Linked DNA regions of Capsicum annuum: region 1 is linked to region 2. Evidence: chromatin contacts called from public Hi-C data. All regions are on one chromosome and are shown on one strand. The core of a region is the stretch at or near the end of the contact, and the rest is flanking DNA. Distances in the headings are between cores, read along the strand shown. Region 1 overlaps LOC107867901 (beta-1,3-galactosyltransferase 7). Region 2 holds the start of LOC107867903 (auxin response factor 17).

Region 1 (5,192 bases), core at 1,836-4,335, 330 kb after region 2:
TCAACTCAAAGGAGACCATCTGGTTTGTGGCCGAATCAACCGAATGCACAATAGTTGAATCTCAAGCAGCTTTCAATACTAAGGTAGCTATCTTGTTTGAGGCACTAATCTACCAATTTGAACACAAGTTGAACCTACTTCCTCCTCCTCCATCGCGTACAAGTTTTCAAACCCAGGGTGCAGGAAACCTGTAAAGGCTTTGTCAACTTGCTGTGGAGAAAAGACATAAAGAACCTGGGAGAAAGTGGCATAGCAAGTTAAATACACTATTGATAGGGGAATAGGTATTAAAGTTTTAAAATTCATATAAAAATTCTTGAAATTGACTCTAGTGACGAACTCAAATTGTTTGTTTCCTGCGTATGACATTTATGAGGTTGAAAAGGGTTTAAGAAATTAGAAATTCATTTCCTTGTAAAAAAAATAAAATAAAGAAACTAGAAACTGATTTAGATGCATAATAAGAAATTTTTGTTTGAGAACAATTCAAACCAAGAGGGTCATGCTTCGCAAGAGGGAATATCGTATGCTGCCACATGTTGGGAGGTGAAAGTGTCTTTTGGAATGCAAGGCATTTTGAGAAATAAGTGCTTTTAGCTTGAAAGGGTACTTCTTCAAGTTGTCTTGGCAAATGTTTAAGAGTACTTTTAGTGTAGAGATACTTGAACAGAAAAACACTTTCTGCGAAGCTCAATTCTGGATCTACTGAAACTAAATGTGGGCCTTGAACTTAGAACTATCTCAATAGTTCAATAGTTAAAAGAACCGAGATTAATTTTGTAAAGTAGACAGTAAGAGTGTTTCATAAGATTAATTACCGAGCCCTTAATGATGTGTCTATAAAATTTTCAGAAGTACTAAACAATACAGTAAAACACTTTATCAAAAACTACCACACCACTGAAAAGGGTTGAAGTTTTGTTAGGTTTGTTGCAGACACATTTTAACTAATGAAGGCTCTGTTTAAGTTCAGATGGGATGATATGAACTGTTCATTTTAATGTTGACTAAAGTTCTTGCAATTAGATATTACCAGTTTACTGCTAACAAAATACTAGGTAGTTTTAGGATTGAACAGGATCTAGATGTTTCATTTTGCAATTATTTGCTCTCTTTTCCAGCAGTTTCTTTCCTTTTCTCTGTATTATTATTGGTAATATACTACCAAAATGTATGAGTCATCACTTGTTAATGTCACTGAGCAAGGATGAAAATGGACTTAATGTTACTGAACTCAAACGTCTGTGTTGGTTATCCAGTGCAACATCTAACAGCATACTGGATCGCGCAATTGATTCTGAAGAAGCTCAGCATAAAGACTTCCTCAGGCTGGTAGGATACTTTAAGAACAGTTTTGCTTTTTGTATTCAGTTTGGAAATCTTACAGATTTTGGGTTCGAATCTGCATGATGTTGTAGGAGCATGTTGAAGGATATCACGAGCTCTCTGCCAAAACTAAGATTTTCTTTTCTACTGCTGTTGCAAAATGGGATGCCGACTTCTACGTCAAGGTGGATGATGACGTCCACATCAATTTGGGTATGTATTGGATATGTTTTCTATACATTTTTATAGCTCGACGACTAATATTTTTGGTTCAGCTTGTATTTAATGACTAATGATTTTTCAGGCATGCTAGCTGCAACTCTTGCTCGTCATCGGTCGAAGCCCAGAATTTACATTGGGTGTATGAAATCTGGACCTGTTCTTGCTCAAAAGTAATTGTGAAGCCATACTAGCTTATGACAACTGATGCTTTCAGCTTGCATTTTGGTTTCTGTAGTAACATTTTCTTTTTAAATGGTAATAGATCAACTGTATTATATTTGCATGAATTGAACTTTAATATTGTTTTGTAGGACTGTAAAGTACCACGAGCCAGAATACTGGAAATTTGGAGAAGAAGGAAACAAGTACTTCCGACATGCAACTGGTCAGATCTATGCTATCTCCAAGGACTTGGCCACATACATATCAATCAATCAGTAAGTTAATAGTAGATAAAGCTTGAATTTGTTGCTGTATACCCAAGTCATTGAAGTTCTTCTGAATGGTCAAAAGACTTGTATTTTCTTGAACTATCTGTGTATATTAGCATGTATACTGTCGATTATCAATGGTAAAACTTGTTGATCCTTATCAGTATCATATAGCTGACACCCAAAGATGCTCGGGATTGAAGCATCGTTGTTGCTTTATCGCTATCATTTATTGTTAAACTCTCTAGTAATTATAAAGGATTTAAACTTTTAATTCAGGCCTATTTTGCACAAGTATGCCAATGAGGATGTGTCGTTAGGGGCTTGGTTTATCGGTCTTGAAGTTGAGCACATTGATGAACGCACTATGTGCTGTGGAACTCCACCAGGTATTTTCTCTTTTGTAATGTATCAATTGGCTGCATCCAGAATTTCTTTTTGGTGGAATTTTGACAATCAAGTATTTTTGTACATACAGAGTTTTGTTTATTGCATTCAGATTTTTTAGTAGGTTAGTAGAAACCGGTCAGTTCTCAGTAAGATTTTCCTAATTGAGAGACATACCTGATAATGATCTTTTATATTAGCATCGGTTCCATCACTCCTTGCCTAAATTCTTCAAGTCATGTAGGAATAATATTTGTAATAAAATGTACTTCTAAGTTTGTTCCAGTTGAGGGTGTCAGGGTGCAACGTAAAATCGGAAAAAAGGCAATTTAAACTGTTTAATTCGAGGCATAAGCATTATATTGAAGTTTTTTTTTTCTCAATTTATATTTTTGATAGGAGTTGCTATCACCCTATGGTACCCAATTCTATCTATTCAATTCATTACTATTGTACCCACCTTGCAGATTGTGACTGGAAAGCTGAGGCAGGTAATGTATGTGTTGCCTCGTTTGACTGGAGCTGCAGTGGAATTTGTAAATCAGTAGAGAAGTTAAAATATGTCCATGAGAAGTGCGGTGAGGGGGAAGAGGCTCTTTGGAATGCTCTCTTCTGATTTTTCGCTTGAGAAAAAAGAGAGGGTTAAAGATTCTTGCTGAGACATAGCTGTTGGACGATCTCCATCTGGCTGGCTGTTTTTGATTGCCAAAATTTTGCAATCAGAACTTTTAGTCCAGCAGCAGTTTGTATAATATGAAAAGAGTATGTTTGTTGTAGATTATGTCTGTCTAGATACTGATATAGATAAATGGACCTTGGGGAACAGACTACCATTTTGCTAATTCTTTTCACAGCATATCAGGACGACCTTTAGATGTGTGCTCACATTCTTTGCGGTGCAATTTTGGTGGTGGTGAGGTTCCAACTATTATTTCTTTATTTGGTGCTTATTTCTAGTTTGCGAGAACAAGGCCTCCACATTTTGGCAATGTATTGTTTAAATTATTGGTATATTTTTAGTTGCAACGAAGTTTTCAGGAAAGGAAAGAGATTTATTCGCACATTAGTTCTCTCTGTGTCAATTCATCCCCATCTTCAAACCCCTTGATTTTCCTTTTATGATTTGAAATTCCCACATAATCAATCAAAGCTTGTTAATTGATCAGTAATTCTGATTTCTATGGTTTCTAATCAAATTGTATCTCTGCTTCTTTGCAAAATGGATCGATATCAGCTAGCAAACATATTATTATATAAGGATATAGTTGGGAATAATTACTACTTATTGTCTTTAATTTCCAAATAACTATTTTAACTTTTTTTGTTTGGTTAAAACAACTCTTATATTGGACGGAGGGAGTAATTTATAGTGGTTGAATCCTGGTCATTGAAGCAACGTCCGTAAAGCCATGCATGCTATAAATTATTAAAGGTCAATGAGTAGTTGAGAATAATACTGATGGAAGGAAGAAATAAATAAACCTCATCTGTTTGTCAAAATTGCCTAGGCCAAAAGTTGTGTGAAAAGCTGACATCAAGGTTTTGTTTTGTTGTCTTTGCAGCTGGTTGTTCCTAGCATGGTGATTTGTCTGCGCACACATCCCAATGTACACCCCAATACAAGAGGACAACATATAGACCAAATCCACAAAATGTAGACAAGAAGTTGTGGATCAACATATGTAGCCTGTAGGAACTAGATTTATCCGTTCTCTGTCTTCAACTCAGAATGTGTCTAAGAGTGAGTTGTAAAATAAGTAGTGTTTGGACGTGCAATATAAACTATGATTGTAAATCATTGTTTGAATATGTGATTTGAGATGATGATTTTTAATCACAAATTCTTTAAAAAGCATGATTTGAGATTCTAAACTTTTTCTAATATAAAAGTTTGCCCATAAGTTTATAATTTGTAAAAGTGCCCTCTCCTTTTAAATTTTTCAAAAATTAAAACTTATGTTTAATGTGAGGAGATTGTTTGTATTGTTTGAAAAGATTATATTAAGGAAAGGAAAAAAAGCATAAATACCCTCCTGAACTTGTCACCATAACTTACTTTAACACTTTAACTTTATAAGCAATTATTTATCCCTCTAAACAATTTTCGCGTGAATTAAATACCACCCTAAAGATATAATTCACTATCACAATGGAGAGTGTATTACATGAGCATATACATCAGCGTCATGTCAATGCCATGTCGGATCCACGCAAGCCACGCAAAAAAATAATTTTTAAAAATAATTCCACATATATATTATAATTATAACTACATATAAGGGAGAATCTCTCTTTTTCATAGTCCTCACAATTTTTTGGTGTAATTAGATAGTCACACATGTTTATTTTTAACCACACATGTTACATTTGTCCTCATTTATTATTTTATGCTATTTTTATTTAGATCTTTGTGATTGAACTATATATAGTATTTTTTTTTATATAAATCTCTTCTTGTTCCTCATTAGATTACTTGTTCTTTTTTACTTATTTCTTATATTAAAAATTAATTATTTTTATTACGTATTTATTTTAATAAATAACGAGAGATTTATAATTTTTTTACATTATTATTATTATTATTATTATTATTATTATTATTATTATCAAGTAATTACATAAAGTATTAATGGACAAATTTAAATTTTTAAGACATAATTAATAAGGATAATTTTATATGTGTTACTCTTAATATATTAAATTATTAAGTTTTTTTTCAAGTCAAAGAAACAAGTAAAAAGGAATTGAGAGAATACCCTTTTCTCTCTTTTTTCATTTTGCTTGACCCTTGTACTAAAATAAAATTTTCTTTTTACTTATTATTTT
Region 2 (4,778 bases), core at 1,146-3,645:
GCTTTCCTCTGTTTTATATGACTTATGGGTGCCGTATTTATGTTATGTAATCTGCTTCTGTATTTTACTATGTGTTTGTGTGGTATCTCGTGTCTTGAGCCGGGGGTCTATCGGAAATAGTCTTTCTACTTCATCAGAGGTAGAGGTATGGACTGCGTACATCTTACCCCCCCGACTCCACTAGGTGGGAATACACTGGGTTTGTTGTTGTTGTTGTTGTTGTAATGTTACAGGTAAACAAAATTCACCATTTACTACTACTAAATGAAATATTCCACTGCAGTAGATCTGTTTTATCTCACAAAGTTCAATTGAGAAACGAAAAGGGCAATATTTATTTTTTTGAGACGGTAACATTTGAAATGGACAAAGCATTATTACGTCATGTTTTATATATTGCTATGAAATGCAATCCACAGAAAATGCATTGATTAACCATCCCAACATACTGAAGAGAATTACATGTGAAAATGATGTCCCTTGAGGTCAGAAACAAACGGCAGTTTTAGTTAGAGAAAAAATATACTATCATTAACAATTACATCTTTGGACACTCGGGTACAAGGGTTAAGATGGATGTAGAAACAGAGGATTCATCCAGAACCGCTTGCTTTTAAGGGTCGGTTTCATCTGTCATTTTTCCTGAAAGAAAACATGCTCAAATGACAACTACTGTAACTAGTCTACAATTCAAGCTGTTCGAGAGCAGTTCTCTGTCTCACAACTACCTCTGTCGCAACCCACGTTATTGGTCCTTCAATGCATTTCCAAAGTTACCACTACCATATCACGAATCAGAAAGTTTAGTATATAAAATACGATCCATCCTGTAACATACCACAGACCATTTTTCTACTTCCTGAACTATATAAAGTGATATAGACAATGCACTAACATAAAAAGAAGTTAGGCTTATCATCTGTAAATCTTTGAGAAAGGTCCCGAAAAGTCAAAGCATTAGTAGGAGCATAGATATACTACTATCAACTGCAGACAACTAATTGATTGACCAAAGCAACATATTCACAACAGCTATGTCTGACAATGACAACAATGTCCCCTGAAGTCAGATATCGACGACAGTTTTGATCAGGAAAAAGGAAAAAAGAAAAACCAATGCAATATCATTAACAGTTCCATGCTCAAATGACAACAATTTTAACTAGTCTACAGTTCAAATAACTCTAATATATAGACATAGAAATACTAATGCATCAACAGAAAGCTACAGAATCATAAGTTACCTGAAGCATTCGCCATGGAGATCCACGCCAAGGGCCATTTTCAGGCAAAATGACAGAGGAAACGGTCCCTTGAAAGCAAGCCGTCCTAGAAGAATCCTCCGTCTCTACAGCCATTTTAACCCGTGTACCGACTGTCCAAAACATATTTGATGATGCCTCTACTGCTTCTGCCTTCACCACAAAACTTGCCCAGTCTGGACGCGGATAACACGATACTTCAAATGGCATTCCCCGTGCCGCCATTTCCGCTGCCTCTTTAACAGCCTCCATCGGCAGCCGCCCTTGCCCAGTCCTCCAACGCACTTCCCCGTTACTACCACTGCTACTGGTTTGTTCACGTTTCAAAAGAGTAGAAGTCCACCTCTGGCAATTTTCATTTCCTCTTATAGCTCGTCGAACACCGACATAGAGTTCTCCAGTTCTATTTTTCCGTATGAAGACAGCGGAATCACCGGAAACGAGTTTTTTACTGTTAACAAACTTACTCCAGCCAGTAGTGAGCAAATGCCGGCGAGGTGTACCACGATAAATGTGCCGAAATTCCCACTCAGAACCATGAATATCACGAATAACCAAATTCTGAACCGGCGGATCAGCCACGAAATTAAGCCGAGGGAATATAGAATCAGCGCAAAACCGCGGTACAGAAAAACCTCCTCCATTATTCGCATCTGACGGAGTTAAAATCTTCACAAACGAAACAACCTCCTTCTCCACGTCCTCCTCCTCATCAACATTCACAGTAGTAACGTCGTTACCATAACACTGATTAACCGGAACTAGGAAAATTTTAGCGAATGCCTCGTCGGTAACGGCGTCGGCGAGAAACCGCACAGAGAGTACACGGCAGAGAATGAAGGGAGGGATAACGCCGGAGAGTAAAACAGGGGAAGTAGAACTTGCATGTTCAGCGTGTCCTTGAGGGAAGTAGTAAGCCCTGGAGCCGACGGCGGGGATTCGAACAGAGTTACCGGCAATAGCACGCCAGATTGTAGGGTCCACATCGTTGCCCGCAGCGGCAGTTGGAGGCTGCATTGTTGAAGGGAGGAGTGGAGCAGAGAGAATAGTAATAGGGAGGGATATGTATTGTGTGTATGCGTATGTTATATATGTATAGGTAGGAGTGTGGTCGGAGGTGCCGTTCAGGGGTCGGAGAGAGAAGAGTATGGCTATATATTTGCCTTAGTTTTAGCTATTAATTACAAAAATAGGCAACCACAATGTGAATGCATATTTTGTACTTGTATTTTTTCGCTAACTGTATTGACGTGAGAGACACATGAGACCCAACCCGTCAGCCTGTCAGCCCATCAGGTGGGACATTAAAATTATTTATTAAATATTTTAAAATTAATTATTTATTTATTAGGAATTAAAATTTTATCAAATTTTTCTAACTAGTTACTTATTTTTTTATCCATTCTTTGATTGATATTAATTTTTTTTAAAGTTCTTAGTATGTGTTTGAAATACCTGGTAAGCTGGTTTTAGTTGTGAACTTTAAAAAACTGTTTTTACTCGTGATGATTTAGTAGTTGTTATCTTTACTTAATGCAATATTTTGTTCTTTAAATTTAAGCTCTTTTTTGTTATAATCTTACTTCTTTTATGCAGATATTTTGTGTATAGCTATATTTAATATCTTAACCTTATTAGAATTTTTCTGTGGAATTTGTAGCTAATCATCATTTTTTTTTCTTATTACAGTAAATGTCATGAGTTAATTACAATTAAAGAATCATTTGATGTAAGGTATAAGGGATAAATAGTCTGAGATAAAATGAAGGACTATTTTATTTTATGTTTGGTGTGAGGTATTAGTTAATTTCGGCATTATTTATTGCACCATTTATATCATAGTGATGAGATAAATTATTTGTATCCATAATGAAATAACTAATTCTAAGATTAATTATCCCAGGATAACTCTTTCCAAACCTAACAACTCTTGAAGGTATTAGTAAGATGTCTATAACATGTTAAAAACTAGTAGGAGACATGTTAAAGTGAAACCATAAAAATTGGTGATAGTTTAGTACTTATAATATTTTAGTTTATCATGTTTTGGGTTGCTTTTATTTTTTTGAAGGGTCAACCCTCCGCCCGCTTAGGGCTGAGTTGGGTCACTATTTTAAAGGCCCTTTAGTTAAAAGGGATAACTCGTCCTAGCCCACTTAATTCTCTAGTCTGCTAGGTTTGGATTAGGTTGGATTGGGCCAACTCATTTTGACATCTCTATCTAGGACAAATTTTCTTCAAAAAAGTTATGCAAAAGATTTTGGAAAAAAATTACGTAAAAATTTTGTCCCAAAAAACCATTTTTGTTTCTTACGGATTATTTTCTTCAAAATTTCTACATCTTTTGCTAATAATAATAATTAATAAAAATTTATAAATTTAAAATAATTATAAAATAAAAAGATAATAAATATAATTGAAATCATGGTTAAATGTATTTGTAGACACATAAAATTTAGGAAAAAGGACATGGCATGGCCATTTAAAAAAAATGGCCCACATGTGAAAAGGTGGACATACTGTAGCCAGTCGGCTAAATTAATTCTAAAAATTACATAAATACACAACTTATCTTTTCAATAATACAAAAAATTTTAACTCCCTAAATATATTACAAAAGTCCCAACATATACACAGAATGCTATGTATATGTCGGCTATGCTATGTATATTAATAGAGAGAGAGAGTAAAGTAATTTAAAAAGTGGTAGAGAGTGTAATTACTTCCAAAAGGGTTGGTATTTATGTTATTTATACAAATTAATTCCCCTTTTTAGCCATTTGGCCCAATTGGGCACATGCAATATCTATACTCAATTGATACACTTTTATACCACATTGATAAACTTTTATACTATATTAATACACTTTTTAAAAAAAGAGAAAGGAAATTCTATGCAAGCACATGGAATCCCAATATCCAATTGGTACTCTTTTATACCACATTAATACATTTTTATACTACATTGATACACTTGCAGTGGCTATATACTCAATTGATACTCTCTTATACTAGATTGATATATTTTTAGAATGCATGTAGAAACTATATAGAGTCGTATAAAATATGTATCTAAATAATAATTGTAGTTAAATTTGTATAGAATATGTATAAAAATGTTATAATTATTATATAGAATATGTATATATATAGAAACTTTATCATTGTTATATATAAATATATATATCTTTAACAATTGTATTATATTAAAAATATATGGTATTGTATTTTATTGTATAAATAAGTAAAACTAAACAAAATAAATAGTATGTTATTTTAATAATGTTGGTGAATGCAAAATAATCTAAAAAAGCAATTACTCAATTGTTTAAAAAGAATAAAAAATAGTAGAATCTTTAAAAAAGAAAAGGAGTCGTACCAAATTTATTACAATTCTTTTTTAGTGCTGGTTGATAGATCCAAGCACTAGTGAAATACGTGTAGTCGTCTAAGTATATAGTTGTGATAGTGGAGATTTTGGGGTAAGCAGTCACCATGATCGAGTGTTATTTTCTG

What was found. A called contact is a pair of places that touch in the nucleus more often than the background predicts.
Region 1: a Hi-C map of leaf shows a contact between it and region 2, with 2.8 times the contacts expected there. The contact joins the enhancer-like site here to the promoter of LOC107867903 in region 2. A contact is called at or near these places in 3 of 5 Hi-C or Micro-C datasets (leaf, pericarp and placenta).

Annotation. Positions count from the first base shown.
Region 1 is chr4:132,154,361-132,159,552 of UCD10Xv1.1, forward strand. It overlaps LOC107867901 (beta-1,3-galactosyltransferase 7), which reads left to right. Exons shown (of 11, transcript XM_016714380.2): 6 at 1,260-1,332; 7 at 1,419-1,539; 8 at 1,631-1,718; 9 at 1,860-1,985; 10 at 2,259-2,368; 11 at 2,834-3,427. The coding sequence ends at 2,982. Among protein-coding and RNA genes, the nearest start is that of LOC107867901, 11 kb to the left of the region's middle. Within about 2 kb of position 3,086, at least 2 of the 5 cell types and tissues checked have an H3K27ac peak or open chromatin away from gene starts, as enhancers often do. A contact at or near this core is called in leaf, where this site is marked.
Region 2 is chr4:131,823,499-131,828,276 of UCD10Xv1.1, forward strand. LOC107867903 (auxin response factor 17) reads right to left here and starts at 2,396. Exons shown (of 3, transcript XM_016714384.2): 1 at 1,245-2,396. The coding sequence starts at 2,279.